2 separate regions of the Mus musculus genome follow, and region 1 is linked to region 2. Evidence: chromatin contacts called from public promoter capture Hi-C data. All regions are on one chromosome and are shown on one strand. The core of a region is the stretch at or near the end of the contact, and the rest is flanking DNA. Distances in the headings are between cores, read along the strand shown. Region 1 holds the start of Ppp1r10 (protein phosphatase 1, regulatory subunit 10). Region 2 holds the start of Kank3 (KN motif and ankyrin repeat domains 3).

The links. Promoter capture Hi-C pulls out the DNA fragments that hold promoters and counts their contacts.
Region 1: a promoter capture Hi-C map of embryonic stem cells shows a contact between it and region 2, with 3 times the contacts expected there. The contact joins the promoter of Ppp1r10 here to the promoter of Kank3 in region 2. A contact is called at or near these places in 1 of 39 promoter capture datasets (embryonic stem cells) and 2 of 9 other capture datasets (adipose tissue and liver).

What each region holds. Positions count from the first base shown.
Region 1 is chr17:35,915,785-35,919,644 of GRCm38.p6, forward strand. Ppp1r10 (protein phosphatase 1, regulatory subunit 10) reads left to right here and starts at 1,412. Exons shown (of 19, transcript NM_001163818.1): 1 at 1,412-1,932. Mrps18b (mitochondrial ribosomal protein S18B) reads right to left here and starts at 656. Exons shown (of 7, transcript NM_025878.2): 1 at 508-656. The coding sequence starts at 579. It overlaps Mir1894 (microRNA 1894), which reads left to right and starts at 2,105; the gene lies at 2,105-2,185.
Region 2 is chr17:33,808,419-33,812,645 of GRCm38.p6, forward strand. It overlaps Kank3 (KN motif and ankyrin repeat domains 3), which reads left to right and starts at 2,105. Exons shown (of 11, transcript NM_030697.3): 1 at 2,105-2,147.

The sequences.
Region 1 (3,860 bases), core at 162-2,661, 2.1 Mb after region 2:
ATGCTCTGATGGGGAAATGACGTGTGACGAGGTGGAGTAGGACTAGTGTACTTGCTTTTAATTCCATAATCTGGGAGGGAGAGGTAGAAAGCTCAGAAAGTACCTATGAGACCAACCTGGGCTGTCTCCCGAACACCGGGGAAAATCCTTAAAATAGGGTCCTTTGCTAAAAAAAAAACAACAACAACAAAAAAAAACCAAACACGTCCTGGGTGCCACTTCAGGCACCAACGACCTGGTTACAAACTGCCCATTTCCACAGGGGCAACCCCACCATTTAGTTCTTTTGCCTAATGGTAGTCGGGAGACGACGATGATAACCCGTAACCCTGGCTCTGACCCGAACGCTCGGTAGTTAGAAATCGCGCGCCGTAGGGGACGGAGGCTGGTGCAGGGCTGACACGTAGACATGTGGGAAAACCCATGCCCCTTGACTCCTCCTAATGGAAGGAAGATCGAAAGTATAGACACCACGGGGAGGTAGAGAAAACCCCTCCAACGTTTTACCTGAGCTACATAGGAACTTCGTAAGAGTGTAGGAACCAGCTTTAGAAGCGTGTGCCGCAAGGGGGCAGCCATCTTGACGCACACCGGACGTACGGCCTGCCGGAAGAGCGACTGCGCATGCTCGGGACACGCACTAGGGTGGGCCAAGGACACGCCCCGCAATGCGGAAGGCGGCTGCTCACATGTCTAAGGGCGGAAGCGTCAAGGGGCGGGGTCCACAGACGCGAATTTAAACTGCGTCACAATCGAACCAGCCTTCAAAATTGCATTTCTCCCGGACCAGTCACGATGAATCCTAGATTCCATGGTTAGTGTCTAACATGAAAGCAGATTTGATTGCGATTTTAACCAGGGTGCTCCCAGTGCGCATGCGTCGGGCCGTTTCGGCCAACCGAGGGCGACCCCGGGTCGCCGGAGCGGAAGTGGTGGAGGCAGAGGAAAGGGAGGTGCCGGACGCGGCGATCACGCGCTGGCGTAGAGGTGATAGCAAGGAGACGGAAGAGGGGAACCGAGGGAAGGGGGCTTCGGGAAGGTGGAGGAGGGACGTCCAATCCGCGGGCGACCCGGCTCGCACGCTGGCCAATCAGAGTTCGCCTCGCGCACAATGTGTCCCGGCGAGGGCGGTTCTCCATCACGTTAGGGTGCGTTGGGCGGTGGCCGGGTATAAAAGACTCCGCCCGAGCGGGCGGCCGCCATTCTGGGGTTCGTTTAGAGGTAAGTTTGGGTGCTCCGTCGCTTTGGAGGGTAACGTTTTGCCGAGAGCGGGCCGGGGGAACGGGGTGGTTTCGGATTTAATGGGCAGCCACGTTTTTCCCTAATGCGGCTGCGTCCTGCGACAACTTTGAAACGTTTAAAGGCGACCCGTACTGATTACACCTTCCTCCTTTTGTGTTCCTTTTACCCCAGGTTGAATTTTCTCGGAGAAAGACAGGCCGGCCATCAGGAAAACAAACAAGCCTCAGCAACATCTAAACCCTTGAAAGGATCCTGAGAGGGGGGAAAGGGAAATCAGCCACCAGCCCAACCACTCGTGTCTTCTGCCCCTCCCCACCTATCTTGCCCACCCCACCAGCCCACGCTGCTTGGGACTTGAGATCTGTGGCCGAAGGACCGTCACCACATAACTTCAAAAATAATCAACCACCTTCCCTGCCCAAACCTACCCAATCTCACTCATCCAGCATTTCCGTTTTGGAATCCACTCAGACTTTTTTTTTCAACGACCCCCTCTCCCTAAATGGAGTTGGGCGGGGGGGAAATGAAAACTGAGTTGGTCTTTACTTTTTTTAAAAGAGACTTTTTGATCCAATGAGGCCCCACAAGTAACTGAGTTTGGGTCCTGGTTGGTTGCTTTATTTTTTTTCCTCCAAAATTTTACCCCTCCCCCCTGAGCCCGAGGTGCTGACGTCGCAAAAAAATTGGATAGTAAGTGTCGAATTTTCAAAAACCAGCCTTGAACAAGAAATCAACGTTTCCCGTTGTGAAACCAAAAATAATGAGAGGAAGAAATGAGACCATAGAACAAATGTAGAGTACTGGAGAGAAGGACCAATCGGGTCTCTTAAATCTCCATTAAAGGTCCTGTGGGTCTAAACAGTCTTTGTTCTCTCTCCCCTACCACCTGCCTCTTCCCTGCTGTGGAGCAGGCAAGGGAGAGGGTGAAGGGAGGGCCAGCCAGTGAGGATTTTGACGGTTAACCCTTGATAATCCAGCAGATTTCCAGACTGCCAGAGCATAAGCCTTTGCGATAATAAGGAGGAATGGTTACCTTCCTCTGGTTAGCAGTCTTCAAAAGGGTTAATGAGCTCACATACAAAAGATGGTGGATCTTGTGGCCCAGAAGTCCCACTTCTTTGTGTGTGAGACAAGCAGAACGCCTTTCAATTTGCCAGATTAATAAGCAATCTGTACATAAAGATTGCAGGGTAAGGAGATGGGCAGAGAAATATTAGCTGGCTATGTCTTTAAAGTGACTGTTAAATCCTCTCTATTTTAATGTAATTTGCTTGGGATATATTGTGTGGTTAAAATAGGTGGCAATCTAGGAATAAAGATTGCAAGACACTTAAATTTAGGGCAAAAATCATAGTAACAAGTACATACAATAACATTTGGGGAGGTAAAGAATGTCTTGTGATTGTTTCAGCTTGCATAGGTTATTTAAAGGCAAAAGTGATTAACATTTTAACTTGATACTTTTTTAGTGGGTGGTGGATACAGCTAAGAGGGTGGAAAGGTTGGGAAATGTGGAACTCAGGAGTATAATTTTAAAAGCCATTAGTGCATTTGAATGCTATCTTTCTAGAAGATTGTGTCGTTAAAAGATTTTTTTTTTCCTCCCTGCTTCAAATATGGCGACTTTTCCTTGCTTGTCCTTTTGTCTTGCAAGCGGCGTTGCAGGTTGTGTCTTGACCCATTTTTCTCCTGTCCTCCCCCCTCGGTCCTATTTGTTGAGGGGTCCAAGTCCTACCACTTGGCTTTTGTAGGGAGGATTGGGATGGTCGGCGGTAGTAAGTTGAATTTTAGTTGCAAATTCAGATTCTTATCCCGCAGAAAATTGTATATTAATTGATTTTATTTTCAGTAATAGGCTCTTAAACTGATTTAAGATAGGTCAAGTTGAGGGTGGTGGTCAGAGGGATGGCTTCTGTTTGTTTTTTGTTTTTGTTTTTTTAACTTAGTGCCTTACAGTGTTAAGTAAAGCTACCGGCAGATCTGCCCGGCCTTTTAAATTTTGAATCTTCTCCATAACAAAATGGCGTCCCTCTCCTTTGTTTTTCTCCTTTGCCAGTCAGCTTAGGGCTTCCCTAGACGCTTGGTCAAGGGGGTGGAGCCACCGTGAAAGGTGATGTAATCAGCTTGCTTCCTCTGAAGACTCCGCCCCCAAGCAGCTGTCTTCTCTCCCTTTGCAGATTGCTGTTGGGGAGAATACGTTTTGGGTTTTTTTTTTTTTTTTTTTTTTTCTTGTTTCTTTTATCTTATATGATAAATCTTCCAGGGATAAAAGCTTAATGAGCACTAGGGATGGAGGCTGTCCAGGTCCTTGTGTATGTAGCTCTAGGTTTTGTGTTAAAAGTCAGCCCATTGCCTTGGTTTCACCTTCCACTCATCACAACTGCTTGGACCTATTCCGTGCTTCAGTGGACAGGGGTGGAAAAAAGCTCAACCCCGACTGCTTTAGAGAGACTTGGGCAAGACGCAGGGCCTGAGGGAACTGCAGTGTGCCATGCTGTTCAGGAAGGGTCCTTACACTACCTGGGTATTGGTTGCTTTGTAACAGTCTGGGGAAAGGGTGGGTACTGGTAGGACTTTCTTGTAAACCATCCTTATTCTCACCTCTCAGTTTGGGGATA
Region 2 (4,227 bases), core at 855-3,354:
ACTGGGAACAAACAAACCTCCCTGGTATCCCGCCAACTTATTTCTTGCTGACATATCTAGTTCAAGGTCCCAGTGAGGGAGTTTTATACTTCTTATCTTTGCCTGGAGTATCCTCCTTTTAAGTGTCACCTTGAAAGCTGCCTTCCACAACGTTTCCCCTAAACCCTAAATTCTCCATTCAGTACAGATGAGGGTCTTGCATCTCTTTTTCAGAGTACTCATTACTCCTTCACAGAACCTTGGCTTGAACAAGGCGCAGAGATCTCAGTGATTCCCTTGCCTGACACAAAATCAGCTAGTTATGTTAGGAGGAAAAAACAAACAAGCAAATTGTAGTAGCTTTTGATCAGATCATAACTCCAAATGGGTTAAAGTTAAATGTTTAAATGTACTTTTTTTTTTTTTTTTTTTTCGAGACAGGGTTTCTCTGTGTAGCCCTGGTTGTCCTGGAACTCACTCTGTAGACCAGGCTGGCCTCGAACTCAGAAATCCACCTGCCTCTGCTTTTTTTGTTGTTGTTGTTAAATGTACTTTTAAAACTTTTTTTTTTTTCTTTCTTCTAGACAGAGTTTCTCTGTATAGCTCAGGCTGTCCTGGAACTCAGAAATCCACCTGCCTCTGCTTTTTCTGTTGTTGTTGTTGTTAAATGTACTTTTAAAACTTTTTTTTTTTCTTTCTTCTAGACAGGGTTTCTCTGTATAGCACTGGCTGTCCTGGAACTCACTCTGTGGTCCAGGCTGGTCTCAAACTCAGAAATCTGCCTGTCTCTGCCTCCCAAGTGCTGGGATTAAAGGTGTGCACCACCACTGCCCAGCTAAAAAGTTTTATTGATATATGGTATGTATGTGCATAGGTTGATGTATATAGCACACTATGGAGATCTGAAGACAACTTGTAGGAGTTGGGTCTTTCTTTGCATTACATGGTCCTAGGGATGAAACACAGATCGTCAAGTTTGGCAGCAAGAACCTTTACATGCTAAGTCATCTCACTGACCTTCACAAATGTAATTTTAATTTATTTCTGTGACAATTTTTTGATCTATAATCTCAGTATGTTTATAAGTACACCTGTATGTGTCTATTATATTTACATTATTTTCATCTGTCTATCTGTCTCTGTCTGTCTGTCTTCCTACCTATCTATTGTGATAGGTGCGCTAGACAAGTTCTGTACCATTGAGTTAGATATCTCCAGTAGAGCAGACATTTATTAAGTAACTAGTGTATGCCTGAGGCAGTGGATAAAAAGTTTCCTGATCCTAAAATGTCTAGTAGGGGTGATGATAGTAACCTTGCCTTTCTACTAATGAAAATTGCTATTTAGTTAATAAACCATTGCTATGGCAATGATAATGACTAGGGAAAGGCTGTGCTAAGGATTCTGTTTGTTTTTTGTTTTGTTTTCTTGTGGCACATAGATTTCAGGGGCACATAGATTGAACACTTAGAAATATAGGAAAGTATCACATATAGATAATATTTCTTTTTTTTTTTTTTTTTTTTTAAAGATTTATTTATTTATTATATGTAAGTACACTGTAGCTGTCTTCAGACACTCCAGAAGAGGGCATCAGATCTTGTTACAGATGGTTGTGAGCCACCATGTGGTTGCTGGGATTTGAACTCCGGACCTTCGGAAGAGCAGTCGGGTGCTCTTACCCACTGAGCCATCTCACCAGCCCCCAGATAATATTTCTTAAAGTGGCACAATATATGCAAAGTTCCTGCGGTGGACAAGATCCAGGCTCTTACGACTTCAACAAGACAGTAGGAATTAAACTCGTTATATAAATCCCATTAGAATAGTTTGCTTAGATTTTTCCTGTAGCTCCCTACTGTCCTGTGAATGAAACCTCTTTTCTTACTCCTGAACCAGGCAGGATTTAGAGGTAGCTGGCTGAGCAGCATCCCACTGCCCTGCTCTGATCTTCTCAGATTCTACTGTAGGCCCGCCCTCAGGCGGGTCCCCACCCTGCCCCCGCCCAGATGGCTCACTCTGTCTTACAATTGGATAGTTCGGTTAGATTCGTGCTCTGGTTGGCTGAAAAAGCCGTCAGTTAGGGGTGAAAGCCTTGATAACCCGTGCGGAGCTTCGAGGGGGCGGGCTCGGGTGCGGTGCGGGCGCTGCCGGGGCTTCTCATTCAGGTAAAGTCAACCACGCGAGTCCTGGAGGGGAACAGTGGACCCAAGTGTCCGGGAGGGGTGTGATGCTTTTAGCCCCCTTCTATGGGTTCTGTGCGTTGCAACGGGGTGGGCGCCGTGTCCTGTAATGGTGACCATTTGGACATTGGGAGCCTCAGGTGGTTTAAAGCCGACCGGAGAGGGGGGACCCTAGATTATTAGGCAGATCGCCACCACATGGCCATCCAGGACCTAACCAGAGGAACTTGTGCGCATTTTAGTCTCCTAGATGCCTTAGGGGACCCTTCCCCAGAGTTGGCTTGAAGACCTGGGAATGGGTTTCTTGCAGTGGGGTGGAGTGGGCGGATGGTACGGAAACGGTGTTGGAGGGAGGAACGGATGTCCCCCACTCCCCGGACCTACTGACAATAGCAGCGGATGGAACCGCCCAGCGGTTTTTCCTGTAGGAAACTGCCCTGTCTTTTCTAAGCGGACTTGGTTCTGTATGTTTGGGGAGGTGTGTGTGTGTGTGTGTGTGTGTGATGATTCAAGGACCCCTTGTCCTGCCATCATCTAGCTCTTTCCCCCATCCTGCGTTTGAGAATCCTATCCCAACATGAAGGGCTCCCACCTAGAGCCTTATCAGTAAGACATAACTTCTTCAGGACCTCGGGTATGCATGCTCTGTGTCCTGTCCTTCAGGTTTCCTGATGACAGCTCTCCTGATCACAGCTCTCTAGACTGATCGCAGCTCTGTGTCCCGAAATAGTCCCAGGGCTGGGTGTGGGGGCGTGTGGCTTCAGCTCTGACAGCCTAATGAGGGGGTCTCAGGCAGGGGATCCGGATTTAACTTTGATAGCCAGGCAGTGTGGGAGATATGAGGGCAGCTACACGCCCTACTCCGGGAGGCATTGGCTTGTGTAGCAGTCTAATGTTGGCTTGCCCCACCACACTCCTTACTCCCAAGGCTGGAACTGACAGCTGTGAGCTGGGAGGGTGATATGTGGCCTGGGTTCCCTGCAGTTTCTAGGGGAGCAAAAGGGAATCTTTCCAAAAGCGCCTATTATCCTAGTTACCTGAGAGGTCCAGGTAGGATGATTAAAAGTTGAAGGCGCCGGGCGTGGTGGCGCATGCCTTTAATCCCAGCACAGGCAGAGGCAGGCAGATTTCTGAGTTCGAGGGCAGCCTGGTCTACAAAGTGAGTTCCAGGACAGCCAGGGCTATAAAGAGAAACGCTGTCTCGAAGAAAAAAAAAAAAAAAAGAAAAGAAAGTTGAAGGCCTGCCTGAGAGCTGCAGAGTGAGTTCAACGCCTGTTTAAACAATTGAGTAAAGGGGTCAGTGAGATGGATTGGCCAGTAAAGGTACTTGATCAGGGAATGACATCCTTGTTGCATCCCTGGGATTTACTCGTGTAAGGAGAGAACTGACTCTATAGAGCTGCCCTCTGCCCTCCACTCTCACCCCATGGCATCCTTGCACCCACCCACCCTTCCACCTCCTACATAAAATAAATAAAATGTAAAAAAAAAAAATTAAAAAGGGGTTAGTGGTGTAGCTTAAAACTCACCTAGCTTCTGTCAGTGGGGCTGAGGGCAAAAAAAAAAAAAAAAAAAAAAAAGCATTCATTTGGGCGTAGTGGTACATACCTGAAATCCTAGCATTCCAGAAGCAGAGACAGGGGAATCTCTTTTTAGAGGCCATCCTGATTAGCAAATTTCAGGCCAGCTAGCTCTCCATAGTGAGACCCTGTCTTAAATACATAAAATAAAACAAAAAGCAAACAGGGCAGCACTCAGCAGGGAGAGGCAGAACAAGTTCTTTGAGTTCAAGGCCAGCCTGGTCTAGATAACATAGGGAGAATTTTTCTCAAACACAAAACAGAACAAAACGAAGCTGATCCATATGTAAAAGAGGGAAACTGAGGCTGTGGCAGTAGCTCTCTTATTACAGTATTTGTTTAGTGTGCATGAAAGCCTTGTGCTCCATCTCCAGCACTGCACAAGCCAGGTGTGGTAAAGCACACGTGATCATCTCAGCACTCAAGGGTTGGAGGGAGGGGAGTTGAGTTCACTGTCAACTATGGAAGGAGTTGGAGGCCAGCCT